Linked DNA regions of Arabidopsis thaliana: region 1 is linked to region 2. A link is a contact called in public ChIA-PET data. All regions are on one chromosome and are shown on one strand. Each heading gives the region's core, a stretch centred on a gene start, on an enhancer-like site or on the middle of the called end of the contact. The rest is flanking DNA. Distances are from core to core; before and after follow the strand shown.

Region 1 (4,406 bases), core at 484-2,983, 50 kb after region 2:
TGATCAGTAGGGGTCTCATGTTGTTGACCAGCTGAGACAGCTTCAAAGATCAACACCGAGTGATGAGACACAATGGCTCGACCGCTCTCGCTGCAAATCACCGGATGCTTCACAGACTTCTGATCACAAACAAACCTAACCGAAGCCACAACAGCTGCAGCATACTCCTCGAGACTATAAGCAACAGAGAGATCCGACTCCCCCGATTTAGACCCGTCGTAATCAATCCCCAACCCACCACCAATATCAATCACCTTCATATGAGCACCAAGACGGACAAGCTCACAGTAAAGCTGCGCAGCCTCAGCCACACCGTCGGAAAGCAAAGCCGTGGACGGAATCTGTGAACCAATGTGAAAATGCAGAAGCTGGAGACAATCAAGCATACCAACTTGACTCAGCTTCCTCACCACACGAAGAATCTGAACCGTAGTCAAACCAAACTTCCCCTTCTCACCAGAAGTAGAACCAAAATGACCAGAATGTTTAGTTCTAAGCTTAGCTCTTAACCCAATAACAGGCCTAACATTCATCTTCTGGCTCAAATCAATAACCAAATCAAGCTCTTCTTCTTGCTCAAGAACAATAACAGTATTCAATTCAAGTTTCCTCCCAAACAAAGCCAATGAGATATACTCAGAGTCTTTAAAACCATTACACACAAGAAAAGCTTCAGGATTACCTTTACACAAACAACTCATAGCAAGAAGAATCTCAGGCTTGGAACCAGCTTCTAAACCGAATCGAAAACCGGATCCGAATTCGACAATATCTTCGATGATAAACCGATCTTGATTACATTTCACAGGATACACACCTTGGTAATGAGAATCATATCCTTGACTCTGAATCGCGTAATCAAACGCGGATTGAAGACACTCAAGACGATTCTTCAGAACATCAGGGAAACGAACAATAAGCGGAAGCTGTAATCCTAAACCACTCGGATCTGTAACTTTCTTCACAACTTTCATCAGATCGATGTCTTGGTGAGGTAAAGTGTTTGAGCCATGAGGACGAACAGAGATGTTCCCGGAGGAATTCGCTGCGAAATACGGAGCTCCCCATCCGTCGATACGGTAAAGAGAGGAGGAGAGGGACGGAGACCAATGGCAGGAACCGTCAACAACGGCGGTGGAAACAGACGACGGTGTAAAGATACTGGAAAAGGTATCGATGGGAGTATCAACAAAAGCTAGAGCAGGCATCTTCTTCTTCTTCAACGAACGGTTACAAATGAATTCAAAATTTGTGGATTCAAATTTTCAACAAACAAAAAAAATGGAGAAAATGAATCTGTGAGTTTGTTAGATTTGGGGGAATTTGAAACCCGCCGAGGCGAAGAGCCTCGGGGCTAACCCCCTCAGAAGGAAGCAGGAGGTGAATCTATCACCACCGTGAAACCCGCCTTTTACGACCCGACCCGACCCGAAACTCTCCACGATTAACGTTCAGAAGAAAGCTTTTTTAAAAATTTTGGTTAAAAACGGAAAAAAACAAATGAAGTTTCCAAATCTGTATTCAACAACAAAACTTTTCCCTGAAAGAAAATGAGAATGAGAATTTTCTCGAGAAAATAGAGGATTGAGAATTTTCTCGGGAAAGTTTCAGGGAAGAGAGACGTGAAAGAAGAGAGAGATGGTGAGAAATGCATGAAGGAGGAAGGTTCGTTATATAGGGGAGAGTGGTGGCTGGTGGGAGAGAAGGTGAGATTCGGATGAGGTTGGATTTTGGGCTTGGGCCCTATTTTGTGATTCTCTACCTTTTTAATATTTTACTTAAATAATAATAATTAGATATTAACCGCCTATATTTTTATTAAATAAAAAATAATTGAATATTTTTTAGAATGATTTCTTGAAACATTTTAAAGTTTCAATTCTTTAAAATAAAAAATCCGAGTAAAATCAGATAACTATTTTAATTTTGGACGCCTGATAAATCAAGCTTCCTGCTCATTCGTAATTAGAATCATTTTGGTCCTTTTATAATATGGGTCTGAACCATTGTAACAGATAGATATTTGAATATTCAGTATATTTTGCTTCAGTTTAGGAAATCTTTGATGACTTGTCTTTAGATTCAATAAGCCTTTTAATCTAGATATTAACTTGCAGTATACCGCAGGTAGGCTTATATTTTAGTTCAACTAAAAACTTTTATTGTAAAGATGATTTAAAAGTATATGATATTATTTTATTTGATTTTAAATGTATAGTAAACTGTGAGTTGTATATATTTTGTTGATATTATCTATATTGTTTAGTGTTTAAGATTATACACTTGTAGCTTGATTTTTAATTTAAGAGTTTCACCTGTAGTATACCATCTTGTATTAATATCGATCTAAACCCGTCAATTCTAGGATTTTTCAGCTTGTATTAAAAATTGAATCACATCTAATATGTTATTACTTATTGTAGTATATAAGATTATAAATTTTCAATATAATATGTATAAAATTGAATATAAATATTTCAAATTATGACATGTTACTCAGTAGAAAGTTTTCTTAAATCTATTTTTCACCCGTTATAATATTTTTTCATGTATTGAACAATTTATATTCGTTTTTAAAAATTTAAATTATGGCATATGCGAAAAAACTCTAATTATTTTTCTATAATGATGATATTATTTTTCGGCAAAAATAGAATCATATAAAGATGAGAAGTGAACTATAGTAATTAAGAAAAAATTAATATTATAATTTAGATATCAAATCTAATTTGTTGATTTTAATTGGTTACTTTTTTGGGAATTAATAATGTATTTCGTTTTTCTAATTAAATTAAATTAATTAAAATTTAGATATCAAATCTTTTATGTTGATTTTGATTGGTTATTATTTTTGAAAATTAATAATGTATTTCGTTTTTTAATTAAATTTAATTAATTAAATTAGTATTTGACTTTTTAATCCTCAAAGAGATAAAATAATTTACTCTTTAAAATTTTATTTCTAATGGCATACCTATGTAATTACTTACAAAAATTAAGGTTACATTTAAAATGTACTTCCCAAATAATATAATAGGATAACCTGTATTTGTTTTTTCTTTGACATTTTTTTCTTCGTTTGAAAAAAGAAATTTATGTTTGACCAAATAATGATTATTCATACTTCATAGCCACCGGAATCTTATTTCATGTTTTCAACTATTCAACCCAAATTCCTAATTGTGAACATATAAAACATTATGGATAACAAATATATATATCGCTAAAAATATTTTAAAAGGTGGATACTATATTTATAACAAGCCATCAAACTAACAAATATTAATTTTCTTTTTTTCAGCTCTACTAAATTCCTAAATTAACATGTTTCATACATACATATATATATAATATTAGTTTATATATAATTATTAATTATATTAAGATTTACAATATTGATTTGCATATGCTACTATAACATTAACTATGAGATTTACATATAAATGATTTTTTTTATTGAGATATCAATGTTTTTTTAGAATTTATTATAGAAGGTAGCCTGACTCATATAGATAAAGATCTCAAAAGATATTTGAGTCGTTTATTTTATTTTTATGAAAGTAGTAAAAGTTTATATATGGAGGTTTGGAGAAAAAAAAACGAAGAAGTGCAAAATTGGCCTTTAGTCTTTAGATATGAAAAGGTGACATTAGTATTTGTGGGTGCAAATTGAGGAGAAAAAAAAAAACCTTGAATATTAAGCATTTGATGATGGTTTGTTACTTTTGGATTTCATTGGTAATGAGTATTAAACATAACCAGTGGAAGTTCGATGCCACCTCAACAGAAATTTATAGGTGGTGTATTAGAATTTGGAAAAAATGTCAATTAATCCTCCAATTTTCAAAAAATGGCCATTTTATACATCAACTTCGTATGCGGCCGTTTAAAACATGAACTAAACGTTGACTAATTTTTAAAACATGATCATTCGTTAACCAGGCCAAAACAGACATGCCGTTATCAGTCATTAACGGAACTTTTAACGTCCGTTATCATCCGTTAACGACTTTATTAGTCAAGTTTCAAATTGTGGCCATTTTAAATATCAACTTCATATGTGGCCATTTAAAACATGAACTAAACGTTGACTGCCAATTAAGACATGAAAAATTCATTGACCAGGCCAAAATAAACATGTTGTTATCATTCATTAAAAGAACTTATAACATTCCTTATCACTTGTTAACGACTCTATTAGTATCCCTAAAACGATTTTGTTTTGAGAATAATCAAAAGAAAATCAGGATTGTTTTCTAAATGAAAATCCCAACTCTCCAAATCTATTTCTACAACCGCCCAAACAAGATGAACAATCTTATAATGGGTCTTTAATTTGCTTCCATGATTCCTTTTAAAATTTAAAACAAATATATAAACGAAAACACCTTTATTTGCTTCCAATT
Region 2 (4,392 bases), core at 1,256-3,755:
AATCTACAATTTCGTTTTTTGGGTTTACTTTCACAAAAGAATCCATTTCTACACCTTTCTATTCTCCTCAAGCTACAAAATCATGCAACAATTGTGAAGAGCCAATCTGGTGCTGGTGGTTGCGAGAGTTTAAGTACTGTAGATCGGTTCCCGAGATGGTATTCTTGTAGTTATCTATCCCACCGGACATAGGAACATCGCCACGAGCATCGGAATTCTGAATCCCCAACGTTAAAGACATCCCACCATTACCATTTCTTGTCATGTCAGTCACCATCATGAACCGGTCACCACCATGGGCCACTGTGTTTTGTCTCATGCTACTGCTTGCCACACCAGGTACATGCCCATTGTTGGAACTAGACTCAGTTTGCAGCTCTTGAATCTCGGTGATTTCTGGTGTGTTTTCAGAAGACTGGTTGGGATCATTCTCCTGCAATGCATCTGTGAATTCCTCCTTGTACATCTCCTCCACCATCGGTTTCCAGAGACGCACACGCGCATTTATGAACCAGTTCGATACCTTTCAACAATCATCAAACGAAACAATGAAAAATGAACACACCAGAAAGAAAAGTATTAAATGAGAGAAACGGCACAAAAGCTAACAGTGCAATACCTGGCCTCGGCTCAACCCCGTTTGTCTAGCGAGCATGATCTTGTCTGAATCCTTTGGATAACTAAGCTCAAGGTTTTGAAACAAATGGTCAGAGTCTCTTGTGGTCAATCAAAAAATTCACAAGAGTAGTAGAGAGACTTACGGGTGGAGGAAATGCTCAAATAGCCAAGCACGGAGAACCAAAACAGAAGAATCTGGTAAACCGCGTTGAGGCCGCCAAGTGTGAGGTTGCATCACACCTAACCGCTGCAACGCTCTTTGTTGCCTTACCTGTTGATCAACATTCCTTAACCTGCTTATCCCCACTCCTCTCCCATCTGATCCATCCTGTTCCCCTCCTAAACTTTTCCTTATCACCAAGATTTGTCCGGATATCGCATCCCTTAAGCAACGGAAATGCCTCGAGATGGTCTGAAGCGCAAGGGCTGTGTATGGTTTGGCTGCTCCACATCCGGCTATTACATCGAAAGACGACACGACTATCTGCATCTGATGGTAATACTGCTTGTAATTTCTATCCACCTTCAAACAACAAAGAAACAAACAACATTTATGTTACCACGAGAATCATTAACAAGTGTAGAAGATATGTTGTAAGGCGGATTACCTCGTCTAATATCGATAAAAGTTTCGACAACTTGCTCTGCAATTCTTGCCTCTCTGCTTGAGGGATTTCAGCAGTATTCGTCTGAAGATTCTTCTCTTTCACTTCATTAATCTTATCTCCCTCTGGCTGAAACTGCTTTAGAGCTTTCTTAACATTAACAGTTTCATCAAGAAGCTCTTGAGCAGCTTTGAGATACTTTGAGTTGTGAATGGTTCGAGTAAATCCCGAAACAACCTGTGTTGCATACTCATTGTTATTATTGCCTCTCGATGTCTCAATCTGCGAGCTGAGGCCAAGACGCCTCATCACCGGGAAGCGATTCCTGTCATTGTCTTCTTGATCTCTCCAAGAACCAGAATCTTGAATCTCAACCATTTGTGAAACTCCACCAAGGCTTGACAACACTTGAATCTCTTTTGAAGGTGACACATTATTAGTTGAATCTCTAGGAAATGTCTCTGTGAAAGAATTTGTGTAGTTCATTGCGTTTCCAGGGACAAATTCTGGTCTGGAATAAATCTCACTTGAGCCAGTTTTGTAATAAGTGGCCATAGTCTTCTTCTTCTTATGATCAGATCAAACAAGGAGTCATCTGTTTCAGAATCAAACACAAACAACACTAAACCCTTTTTATACTTCACATTATGTAATAAAATCTTAATTAAGCAAATTTTAAGAAATTGAACCAATGAAAATTATGAGAATTATCTCTCTGCATGAATTTAAGAATTTAAAAAGAAGAAGAAAGGATAGATTAAAGAATTACCAGGAAAGCATCTGCTGGCTTTGTGGGTGTTAAAGGAGACACTAAATCTCAAATTGAAGAAGGAAAAAAGAAATGTTTTTTTTTTTTTGTTTTAACTCTTGATGATCCCAAGAACACAAACTTAACAACAAACTCTTTATCTCCTCAAATCAAAATCTTGATAATACAAAATGTTTTACCCACACAAAAGATTCAAGAAAACAAAAGATCCATCCTCCTTAAAGCAAGTTTCCTTTTTGAAGTAGAGATTTCATTAAAAGCTGGTTCTTGAACTTGCTTCTTGATTCTTCTTCTTGTTTCTTGGAGTCAAGTCTTTTGGTGAAGATAACAAAAACAGATCAAAATGTTTTCAAGAGTAAAAATGTGGTAAGGAGATTATGTTCTTAACAAACCAGTTGGTAGAGATCTAAACCCTTTTCTAAAACCTAATCCTAAACCCTAATGCCTCTCTCTTTCGTCTCTCTGGCCTTTCTGTTTGTTTGCTGCAATAAAATTGAATGAAGCTATAACCACCATACAATCATTTTCTGTGTTTTTTATATTCTTATCTAAAAATATTTGATATATTCCTGATTGGTGTCAATAGTAAAAGATATTTTCGTAATTCTTCTATAATAATGTGTTTATCAAGCATATTTGGAGAATAAGACAAATATATAATGAACGTTTTTCATATCTAATTTTGGTGCTATGCAATTTTTTAAATATTTCATGTCCGATTTGTAATCAAAGATAATATTAATTTTTGTGTAGACTAGTCCATCTTTATTAGAGTGGGGAATAATTTGGGTAACGACGTGTCAAAGTTTACACACGGATGTTTTTTTTCAACTTCTTTTCAATAAAATAATTTCACTTTTTTGGTAAGCTTTTTACAGTTTCTTCTTCTTTGTCTTTAAATTTCACTTTCAAGTTTCAACATTTGATTTTTTTTTGTTCTTTCGAATAATATCTGTGATGGTCCACATGCTATTTACTATATAGTTGCATTTGCATACAACTATTTTTGCAAGGAATAAACAAAAAAAAAACACTTCATATTCTTATCTCTTTCTCATAAATAATGAATAAGTGGCCTTTTTCCCCACTTAGCTTTGTCTTTTTGTGCCCACAGATTTTAGGTATTTCTACAAATTTTCTAACTTTTACTTTCTTTTCACTAAGTGTAGGTCCATATCTTGTCATGGAGGACTTTACGATTACGAATCAGAAACAAATTGAGAAAATCCCAACTCCAAGACATTTTATAATAAGTCTGATTTGTAGTATAAGGTGGTACGAAATGGTGGTAAGAGGTAAGTCAAATTAAAATGTGTGGTGAGATATCTTAGTGTGATAGAAAATGGTGGTACCACCTTTTCTTACCAACACACTGAAAGGTTATAGTTTTTGCATGGAGAGACCAAAATAGACTTTTTGTGAATTAAGTGATTTAGTTATTTTCTATGAAAAAAAAAATTACGAAATACACAAGAGTTAATTTTGTGGGAAAACATAGGTAAGCATTTTATTTAAATTTACACTTCAAAATATGAGAATAAAAACTTGAAAAGAAAATAAAAATAGTAAATTGGGGTGGATAAGTGAAGAACGTGAAATGATGGGTAGCGAAGAGAAAGAAGTCTGAATTGGGACAGAGATGGCAGAAGGAGAAAGAGAGAGAGAGACCTGGACAATGGACAGATAGAGTCAGTGGATAGGGAAGAGTGTCTTCATAATATACGACGACCAACCAACCCTTCTTCTTATTATTATTAATCCAATATGAACATGACGCCGAAGATATTTGCTTGGGAAATAAGAGAATTGTAAATGTTAAGTTTTTATTAGTGCCCTACTTACGTTGAAGTTGAGATTCTATTGCTTTTAGTAAAAGAATTAATACACAAAACACTCGGATTCTTTTTGCTGGTTGAAATACGTTTAATTATTAGCATGATTATCTAGTCCAACCACTTCCACACTAATATAAGCACCAAATGCTCATCAGTTACATAATTTGAATTCAATATAATCCTAGAGCCACATTTCTCTAAGAGAACCAAGTATCATATTCCATTTGGTCCCCTGAAGAATTAGATGAACCAGCTTGCCGGAACTTGTTGAACCTGGGTCTCTTGGGTGAGAGCTGAGTATCTTGACCAACTAGACTACAATGGAATGTTGTTTATGTAATCTTCATTAATTTTACTGATAATTAATCTGGTTCATGATAATGTGACAAAACAAAAAACATTGCGAGTACAATTAACTTGATCTCTTCAAATTGTCTACCAACTTATCTATGGAAAGAGTTATTAACTCATTAAGGACGTGTCTGTTCCAACCATTTAAGCTATTGAATCTGTGCATAGGAGTGTCACAGAACTATATCTTTATAAGAGATGGGAAACTAAATTG

The links. ChIA-PET counts read pairs in DNA pulled down with a chosen protein or histone mark.
Region 1: a contact with region 2 is called in an H3K4me3 ChIA-PET map of shoot, with 13 read pairs. The contact joins the promoter of ADC1 here to the promoter of BLH7 in region 2. A contact is called at or near these places in 3 of 26 Hi-C or Micro-C datasets (root, rosette leaf and vegetative nucleus) and 1 of 2 datasets of contacts at active chromatin or transcription factors (shoot).

Annotation. Positions count from the first base shown.
Region 1 is chr2:7,151,697-7,156,102 of TAIR10.1, forward strand. It overlaps ADC1 (arginine decarboxylase 1), which reads right to left and starts at 1,734. Exons shown (of 1, transcript NM_127204.3): 1 at 1-1,734. The coding sequence starts at 1,208.
Region 2 is chr2:7,101,423-7,105,814 of TAIR10.1, forward strand. It overlaps BLH7 (BEL1-like homeodomain 7), which reads right to left and starts at 2,506. Exons shown (of 5, transcript NM_127194.4): 1 at 1,993-2,506; 2 at 1,227-1,818; 3 at 762-1,141; 4 at 620-680; 5 at 1-523. The coding sequence starts at 1,778. The coding sequence ends at 68. AT2G16405 (Transducin/WD40 repeat-like superfamily protein) reads right to left here. Exons shown (of 12, transcript NM_147322.4): 12 at 3,917-4,392.